2 separate regions of the Rattus norvegicus genome follow, and region 2 is linked to region 1. A link is a contact called in public Hi-C data. All regions are on one chromosome and are shown on one strand. Each heading gives the region's core, a stretch centred on a gene start, on an enhancer-like site or on the middle of the called end of the contact. The rest is flanking DNA. Distances are from core to core; before and after follow the strand shown. Region 1 has its middle 97 kb from the start of Ktn1. Region 2 has its middle 88 kb from the start of Tmem260.

The links. Hi-C and Micro-C count contacts between places; a contact is called where the count stands out from the background.
Region 2: a contact with region 1 is called in a Hi-C map of hepatocytes, with 3 times the contacts expected there. The contact joins two enhancer-like sites. A contact is called at or near these places in 8 of 12 Hi-C or Micro-C datasets (the A7r5 cell line, Schwann cells, hepatocytes and 3 more) and 1 of 1 datasets of contacts at active chromatin or transcription factors (oligodendrocytes).

The regions. Positions count from the first base shown.
Region 1 is chr15:23,486,743-23,491,559 of GRCr8, reverse strand. No RefSeq gene overlaps it. Among named protein-coding and RNA genes, the nearest start is that of Ktn1, 97 kb to the right of the region's middle. Within about 2 kb of position 3,254, at least 5 of the 93 cell types and tissues checked have an H3K27ac peak or open chromatin away from gene starts, as enhancers often do. A contact at or near this core is called in hepatocytes, where this site is marked.
Region 2 is chr15:24,122,812-24,127,894 of GRCr8, reverse strand. No RefSeq gene overlaps it. Among named protein-coding and RNA genes, the nearest start is that of Tmem260, 88 kb to the left of the region's middle. Within about 2 kb of position 1,489, at least 6 of the 93 cell types and tissues checked have an H3K27ac peak or open chromatin away from gene starts, as enhancers often do. A contact at or near this core is called in hepatocytes, where this site is marked.

The DNA of each region.
Region 1 (4,817 bases), core at 2,005-4,504:
GGAGACCCAGGAAGAACAAATGTTTCCACTTCAAGAAGGCAGGGAAATGTTCAGTGTCCTCATTTGATGCCAGGCAGGAGGAATCCCTTCCTGCTAGAGGAAGCCATCCATTCAAGCTTTCAACTAAATGCCGAAACCCACTCTCACTGGTGTAGAATGTTAGTGAAAACAGTTGACCAACTTGTCTTCCGTGGACACATCCCGAGCAACGCCCAGAGTAGTATGTAGGCACCAAATATTTCCACCTCAACTGCAGCAGGCTCTCCCCCTCAGCTCAGGACAGCCATGAGGATCTGTTCCTCCTAATGACCAGGAAGGTGCTAGACTGAGTCTAAACTAAGAAAGTCCTTCTGTAAGGCAGCAGCACACGCTGCCCAGATGAACATCTGAGCAGGAAGTGCTTACTACAGCCGTGTGTGTGTGGAATCCTGCTTCTACCTCCCCCTGGCTAGTATATGTTAATATCAATGCTTAGTTGTCTGATCCTTAGACATGAGTGCCATAACCCGTCCACCCCACAAAAGGGAAAGCAAGACTGAGGCAAAACACTTGAGCCTCGGAGGACCTCAGTAAAGGGGAGTTTTGCCACTGCCCCCAGTACCCCTGTAAATGGATTACTCAGGTGTCAGTATTTAAGAGTGGCCTCCCTTCTGCAGTCACCTGCCTGGCCCTGCAGAACCCTTTGCTCTCTTGTGGCTAATGGCCCTCCATCACAACTCTTGCGATCCAGCTGTTGGGCTTCATTAATTGTAGAAATGTAGTCGGCACAAGCCTCTTGAGACTTCTGGGCCCCAGAGCGGTGTGCAATTCTTCATATTAAAAATGAATGAACCTGAGTCTTCTTTTCCTCCCCCAGCCCTCCTGGGGCACATTGAAGACTATAATCAAAGCAGGCTAAGTACAAGCCCTGACTAAAGGCAGGCTGCCTCCAATCCCGTTTCTCTTCAGCATATTAAGACTTCCCATCTCATTTTAAATAAAGCCTTTCCTTCCAGGTATGGAGTGGGTGTTGAATATCCTTAAATGACTCTGGCCCCTTCCGTCCAACTGGACTAGCCTTCTGCGAATGTTCACCCTCTTCTCCACACCCTCCATACCTCCTCCCCTAAGTAGGTGTGTGTGTGACAGGAGGTCTGCTAACACACACTGAACACTTGCTGTGTTCCAGGTAGGCGTGTGATGAGCACTCTCTCCACAGCGTGCTCTCCTGCTGTTCCTCTGCAGAGGGGACAGAGGAACTCACATGGCTGAAGAGCCTGCCCCAGTCATAAACTAGCAGATGCCCAAACCTACCTCGTTTTCAAGATCTGCCAGCTTTCTCCAGCGTCTCTCCTCCTCTATCTGCCTCATCCACTGTTTCTCTCACCAAAGGCTGGTTCCCCATGTTCCCAGTTGCTCCAGCCTTGCTGCTGACCTTGCTGCCTGCTTCTCACTCCCCCACACCACCATACTCACGTGTTAACAAAGCATTATGGAGCTTTCGAGCATGCTCGTCATAGACTTTGGGGGTCATCAAAATGAGGAAGACTGGCCTTGAAAGGTGCTCACAGAATTAGGAAAGTCTGGTGGGTAAACAAAAACCAACACTGGATGGAAAGCTGTGTGGGGTATGAGATGGATTGGGACTTTTTTGTGTGCACGCAGGACTGAATGGAGCTGGAAATCACTGTGGTGGCTTAAACTAAATCAATGGCGTTTTGGTTTTTTTGTTTTTTGTTTTTTTTTTTTTAAAGATTCATTTATTTATCTTATGTATGTGAGTACATTGTTGTTTTCAGACACACCAGCAGAGGACATCAGATCTCATTACAGATGGTTGTGAGCCACCATGTGGTTGCTGGGATTTGAACTCAGGACCTCTGGAAGAGCAGTCAGTGCTCTTAACCGCTGAGCCATCTCTCCAGCCCGGCGTTTTGGTTTTTGAACCTTTTGTTTGCATCCCCTAATGTCTGCACATGAGACATTCCTAAGATGGGATGTTTTCAACAGCTGCAAAGCTTATTCTTCCTATAGACTTTGGCCCTGTCCTTCATGGACCCAGGATGGATGCTGCGTCTCTAGTGGCCCTTCTTTCTTCAAAGCCCTCAGACTGGGACATTCTTCTGTAACTTTTTAAACCGTCTTTGGCCTCAACCCCTGCTTCCTACATTTAAAGCATTCTTGTGATTTCATTGCTTGCCCCCAGAGAATCCAGAATAGTCTGTCAGTCATTTAAATCCTGCCCACAACTCCACCTCCTCCTCGACATTTCACGGGCTTCAGAGATTAGAAGACGTACATTTCTGGGGCCGTTATTCTGTCTGCTATACTGAAAAGCAGGAAACACTCTCCTACCTCTGCGCTGGCAGGGTTAAGTGAAGAAGTTTACCAAGAGGATCCCCACCAACCCCTGGAGTGTCTTCCTGGGAGCACCAGTATATGCACCCCACACAAGTTGATAGCTGTGGCCCCCCAGGATCAAGTAGGTGGAAAACACCAGAGAAGGAGCTCCTGGGGCACATCCCTCCACACATTCAGCTGACACGGCTTAGTGTGCAGCTTTGGAGAAGCTTGACCCAGCTTGACCTTTCAGCAGACAACGGAAGGCATACTCAGAGCTAACATGTATAAGGTGGGTAGGACCGTGCTACCAGACAGACATAGGAACTGATAAGGCTGGGGGAGCTTAGATTCTGGAAATCTCAAGAAATTTGAGAATAGGTGTCGAGCCACTTCCTATCTATCTCTGTACCTGCTCTGGAACACATAGCCACAACACCCAACCGAGAGGAGCACCGGACACCTGGTCACATAGTAACACCTGGAGTGCTTCCCCATGCTCACAAGGCATTTCAGCGCCCTAAGCCTTCAGCCAGTGACCTTCCCTTCCTGGGTATTCCTTCCCCACAAGGAGTCTATAATCCCTAGTTCACCCCCAAATAAAGTGTGTGCATTTACACCCACCACCAACTAAAGCAATATGAACCAGCAAGGATAGCCTCGAAGAACTAAACCCTAAAACTCCCAAAAAAGGCTTTCTCTCCTCAAGCCCCTCCAGTATTCTCCCCTCGCTCCCAATCAGACCCTGCTCTATCCTGGGCTCTGCCTCTCTCTCTCTCCACCTGGCACCCAAACATCCTGAGGGTTCCTGACTCCCTCTTCCAGATGTACAGTGGTTGCACCCAGTCAGTAACCACAGCATTTACCCCAGACACTACTGTTTCCGGTTCTGGTCGGGTGTCTGATGCCCCAAAGGTAAACACAGGCTGTGTGGACTCTCCACTCTGGACTTTGCCCTCCCTCCTCCTAGCAGTGCACTGACAGCGGCTGAGCACCCCCTGCAGAGAGGGCGACCACAGTAAACAAACATGCAACAAAATTAGCAGGGAAGGGCCTGGTGTTCGGGGAGTAAGTAGGGATGAGGCTGCTGAGCTCACTGGTCTAAATTTTCAAAACAATTCTGGAGTAGTTACTACAGAGCTGGGGGCGCTAAGGGTGCAGCTGAACAAGCTGCCACACGCAGATGTATCATCTGGTGTTCTAACACTCCAAGCCATATCCAAAAAAGCCTGATGACTCAAAACACTCTGGAGAATGGGTTCCAGGGAGCACAGAGGCCACACTTGTGAATAACACCTAATTCACCAAGGACGTCAAGACACTTTCCCCTGGCATTTAAGAGTCTAAAGCAGGGGTTGGGGATTTAGCTCAGTGGTAGAGTGCTTGCCTAGCAAACGCAAGGCCCTGGGTTCAGTACCCAGCTCCAAAAGAAAAGAAAAGAAAAAAGAAAAGAAAAGAAAAGAAAAGAAGAGAAAAGAAAAGAAGAGAAAAGAAAAGAGAAAAGGAAAGAGTCTAAAGCAGTGGTTCTCAACCTTCCTGACGCTGGACCCTTTGATACAGTTTCTCATGTTGTGGTGACCCCCAACCATAAAATTAATTTCATTGCTACTTCACAAGCATATTTTTGCTACTGTTACGAATCATAATGCAAATATCTGATATGCAGGGTGTCTGACGTGCAAACCGTATGGACAGGTTGCTTGAGGGGTTGCGACCCACAGGTTGAGAACCACGAGTCTAAGACATCAAGTTTCACTTGATCTCATTCCCCCTAGACCCTATTCCGTGCGCACTCACTCAGGCCAACCGCTACCATGCAACACAGGAAAGGAAAGGCATTCATCTTATTCTGGTGCGCAACTGTTTGAACTTCAAACCCCGATGCTCTCACCTTACAGCCAGCTTAGGTTTCACTGAATGCTTTTTGGCCTTTAGTCCTTGGGCCAACTCCACAGAGATGGAAATGGCTAAACACAGTCCCCGGCAGCTGAGTTAGCCAAGTGTGTTAGCTGCATACCAAGCATCTGGCCACTGGTCGGGCTCAGAGGAAAAATACTGAAAACCTGGCAGTCAGTTCTACAGTGGAGCTGGTTTCCACCGTGGGGTGGGTGTTGGAATCTGAAGTAGAGAACGATCCTCGGGAAGAGGGACAGAAATAACTGGTCATCAGTGGCATGGACTTTGGAGGCAAGAAAACATGGGGAAAGCCTAGTGGTCCAGGTCACTACTTGCCTTAAGCGACAGACACCATCTGTCCCGACAGTGCCCCAAAGGACATGGGGCTCCATAAAAAATGGAGCTTCATCTGAGCCACCCTCGCCAAGCAAAGCGAACAGGCCTTCAATCTGCATCTCCCCAAAAGCCTTAACTCCCCTTTCGTGGTCTAACAGAGCCTGAAGCGTTCTGAAACTGGAGTTAGTGAACAAATGCTGACTGGTTTTGGGTGGGTGCACAGTAAGACAAAATGAACTTTAGCCCATGTATCATATTATACCTAT
Region 2 (5,083 bases), core at 240-2,739, 640 kb before region 1:
GGCCTGCCATTGGATGAGAAGGAAAGATGGGCGGGAGAAAAGTTTTAGAGGGGCAGAGGAGGCTGGAGAGAGGAGGGAGCAGAGAGAACGTGGCGGCCGATGTTAAGACTCCCCTCTGCACATATTACAGGTCGTTATGACGATTCTTAAGGGATGGGTGTGTACAGGATTTTGTGTTGTCCAGATGGGCAAATTATATCTTATCAATTGGATCAGAGGATATTGTGTGATGTGCTCTTTCATGTGGCGACTTAAGTTCAAGAGAGTGTATGGTGGCTGGACACACCGGGCCGCCACAGAATTGGGATGTGTATGCCTGGCGTGGGGGAAACCAGCCAAGAGAGCTGTGAGTGAGGGTGGGGCAGCCTGACAGGGTGCCGTGTTGGAATGGCTCACGGACAGCGGACAGCGGGTCAGAAAGTAGATGGGGGCAGTGTGGAGCCTCTGAGATAAGTTAGCACTCGTTCCAATAGCCCGCTGGGAGCAGAACTAGCAAGGATTCTGCCCTTTTTAGTTTTTACTACTACAAGCTCCTACAATCCTTCCCCCCTGTCTTCAGCAGGATTCCCTGAGCTCTGCCTGTTTGACTGTGGATCTCAACATCTGTTTCCACCAGTCGTTGGATGAAGCCTCTCTGATGACAAGTTAGTTAGGCACCAATCTCTAAGTATAGCAGAGTATCACGGAAAAACATTTCACTGACAACTCCCCCTCCCATTTATTTATTTATTTATTTATTTATTTATTTATTTATTTATTTATTTGCCAGTCAAGTTTGGTTCTATACTAGGTCTCTGAGCTTTCTCATGCCGTGAGCCTCAAGCTGGACCAGTCGTTGTTTGGCCACTCCCACAATTTGTGTCAGCTTTACCCTGGCACACCTCGTAGTCAGGACAAATTGTCTGCCAAAGGTTTTGTCGCTGGCTCAGTGTCCCAGTCCCTCCACTGGAATTCCGTCTTGGCTGATTACAGGAGATGGTGGGTTTGAGCAAAGTATCTCCGTTTGCTATGAGTCCTGGGCGAATCCTGTTGCAGGGCTGGCCCATGAGGAAGGAGAGCTTGCATGGATACCTGATAAATATGCAGATTTGCTATTTTTCCTACTTGTTAATAGCTGTCTGTAATTAACACGGTGACCACCATCTATCTCCGTGCGGGTTTCTAATATAGATAAGAGTTCAATAATCTGATATGAAACTCAAAATAATTCTTTATTCTGGATGTTTCTTTTTCAACTTTTTATTGATTTGTGAGTTCCACATCATGTGAGGTCTCACTCAACTCCCTGTTCCCTCGTATTTACCCCCCACCCTGGCAACTTCCCCTGCACAAGAAAATAAAAACAAACAAGGCGAAGCAGAGCATAGACAACATCTCACTGTGGAAGCTGCAGTTTGTCACAGTGCGTCCCACAGTCTGTCCCTCTGCCCTCACTCCTTCATTTGCAAACGTTTGTTGCAGTGAGTCATTGGTCTGGGTCAAGGCCTCTGGCTTCTGTGATATCATCAGTATTGGATCCTCACCAGGACTCTTCCCGGCTATGCTGTTGTTGCCCTGGGTCATGGAGATCCTGCAGCTGTGGACCAGCAGGACTGGTGATTCCACATGCTCCAACAATTCACAGATGATGTAAATGTTAGGGTGGGAGAACGCAAAGCCATAGATCTGGGCCTGGACATCCATGCCACTGAGGCGAGCTCTACAGCACCGATGAGGTTAGCCTGCCCAAGGCTGCCGCTGGCAGGGTCAGATCTCCTGTTCTCATGCTCTTGGGCAGGCTCACCCACAGTCACACCTCCAGAGCCAGTTACACAGTTGAGACATAGGGGCCACTTTCCCAAGCACTGCAGCAGGCTCTCCCTCTCCCTCTCTCTCTCCCTCTCCCCTCTCCTCACCTCCCCTTCCCCGTCTCCCTCTTCCCCTCCCCCTTCTCCTCCTCCTATCCCTCTCCCTCTCACCTCCCCCTCTTCCTTGCCCTCCTCCTCCTTCTCCCCCTCCCTCTCCCCCTCCCTCTCCCTCTCCCTCTCTCTCTATCTGTCCCTCCCACAACCCCCCCTGCCCCCAACAGGGCCGGATCATCCACACCCACACAACCAGGGACAGCTCCACTCTGCTGCCCAGGTGAAACACAGGGCCCACTCTGCCAAGTGCCAAAGCAGGTGAGAGGTGGGGCCAGCTCTCCAGCGTACCACAGCCAATGAGGGGCAGGGCCAGTTCTGCACATCCCTTGGACATTTATATAAACCAGGTTGGCTGCTCAGACCAGGGACATCCCTATGGTCTGTAGTGGTAATATGAGCCCCAAACATTGTTACCTGACCCCTGCTGCTGCCTGGCCATGGACTCAGACATGGCCCTCAGCAGCTGCATGGGCTAGACTTCATCATGGCTTCAGGTGTTGGACTCACAGCAGGCTGTTCCTCTTCACCCTTGTGTCTTCAGTTCCATTTCTCTTCATAATGTTCAAGCTCTTCCGTTTCCCTTTCCTCTCTGTCCATCACATACTTGCAGACTGCAGTGGCTGCCACTGAGAGTGGGCCATGTGACTGACAAGCCTCTGGGTGACCTTCTCTACCCTCCCGCAAGTGGGCCTTTAGATGTCTACAGCCCACCATGAGGCATGGTGGTACAGTGGGGGTGTCTCTGGACATCTCCCCCTTCCTGCACTGCACCAAAAGGGGGCAGGTGGGCCTCTGTGTGTCTACGGCCCCTCTCTCAAGATGACTGTTTTCAGTGTAAATAAAGTTATTCCAAATGTTTCAAGCACCTGATACGATTCAATAGACAACTATAGTTCTTCAACTTGTTTCAACATTTCACATCGATAAATCATGTTCCCTAATCCATTAATGTCTCCTTCTGCCGACACACAGGTTTCTCATCTTGACTGCATATCAAAACCACCCAAGGAGGCCTAACAGACCTGGCTCAGAGCAAAACACAAGAAATTACGCCACCGTCTCTGGTGGTGGGACTGTGATTTCAGTAGTCTCTCTCTCAGCGGGCTGCGGGGAGTGTGACTGGGTCAGCGGGTAGAACTCATGTGACACCAGATGTTCACAAAGTAAAGAAACACCAGATGTTTGCCAGGCATTCCCACCCAAGGACCATTATTCTGCATCTGAGACATTTGAACCTTCATCAGTGAGTTCCCATCCCTTGCACCCAAGACACCACAAGGACCTAGTGCTCTCCAGAGAGAGAGGAGCCTCCTGTTTTAAGGGCCATTCCAGAAAGCTAATCCTGAGAGGAATGAATGGGTCATTGTCTCCCACACAGAGTCCCATGAGAGTGCGGAGCTGTGGAGAGATTCTGAAATGGCTAGGTGGTATCAGGCAGGTGCTTCATGTCCAGCATTAGTCTTGCCAAATAACGAGCAAAGCCAGCAAGGTCTCCATTTCTCCTCCGCTCAGGGGCTTTGTCCCCAGTCTGTCAGCACAGGAAATTGCTGGTGGGTGTCTTGTTTCACGAAGGGGGGCAGGAGAAATACAGAGGGTGTGCTGCTCTGAGCTTTGAGTGCTATTGGGTCATGATTGAATGAACCTTTGCACAAAGCTGCCCCACCTCTGGTGAACTATGCCACCCAGAGGAAGCCGCAAAGGCACCAACCAGTCAAGGTTTCCAAATACTTGTGGCAGGCGCAGAAGGGCAGTATGCCCCGTAAATCAGAGAGGAGTACATTGGTGTGGCTTCTGAATATAAAATCAGAGAAACTGATGCTTTTTTGTTTTCATTTTCTCCTTCACAATGGAAGTTTGCTACTTAAAACATAATTTTTTTTCCTTGAACATGACTATTCAGAATCATGAGTTTAAAAGTAAACCTTTAATTTGGACAATTAGGAGTCATTCGAACTATGTCAGGAGCTGTATATAACAGTAAACAGAAACTAGCATCTGCCTACTCCAAAATCCTCCTTCAAGTGAGGAGATATTTGTCAACACACAAGGCCCATATACATGACAAGATGGTCACCCTGGCTACAAATGGATTCCCTGTCTTGATCAGAAAGTGAGAAACTTCTTAGCTCTACAGTTTTGTTTTCTTATATTATCCAATACTTTCATTTCTCTGAAAACAGACTCTGCTAGAAACATCTCTTGGAGAAGCTGAAGCTTGGCTATGGTTTGAACAGGTCTCCGTATCACGTGCCTGCCCATGTGACCTCCAGAGCTAGGCGACCCTCATGAACACATTTCAATGCACCTCATCTCTCTGGCTGTTGGAAGATGTCAAGTTTTTTGGGATGCTGAAATATGCAAAGGCCCCCTGGTATCACAGCTAGATTTGGAATATAATTTTCAAACATTTACTTAAAAATAAATATGTTTAATATTTTCCATGTATGTGCACCTGTGTGTGTGTGTGTGTGAGTGCATACGTGTGTACACACGTGTCATGTGTATAGAAGTCAGAGGACGACTTGCAGGAATCAGTTCTCTCCCTCCACCACGTAGGTTCCAAGGATCTAATCTCGGCCTTCAGGTTTGGCCCCAAATGTCTTTACCCACTGAGCCTCTCATTCCAAATCAGTATTTTAAAGATGTTTCCTACAGCTCTGGGAATCTGTCATAATTTTCTTAACGTAGTTTCAAAGACCATGTACAGAATGTCTCCCAGTGTTTTATTTTAGAAGGTTCTTTAATACATTTATTGGGTGTGGCAGGAGATCTTAAATGGAAACTCCGATTCCTTTGCAATCGGAGGTTTACTGAACAGGATGCAGGTAGCGTCCCTCCAAAGCAGTTTGGATAGACATTCCAGGAAAGAGGAGTGGGGCAGGGAAAGGGGCTGAGACTAAGAGAGGTGGCTGAGGAAGGAGCTAGGAGAGAAAAAGAGAAGGCAAGTAGGAGGAAGGGCAGGGGTGGGCGTCTTGCATAGGTGTGTGGTGGGTTCCTTAAACTCACGGTTGAGCAGGACCAGTCTTTTCGGAGAAGGGAGTTTGTTGTAAGAGCATCCAGTGTCTACAGAGTGACCGAGCCCCAGATATTCTAATAGAAAGCAGTTGTTCACACATTCAAGGCTTTATACCACAGCACTGGGATGCAGAAGTAGAGGGATTAAAGAGAGTTGAGTCAGACAC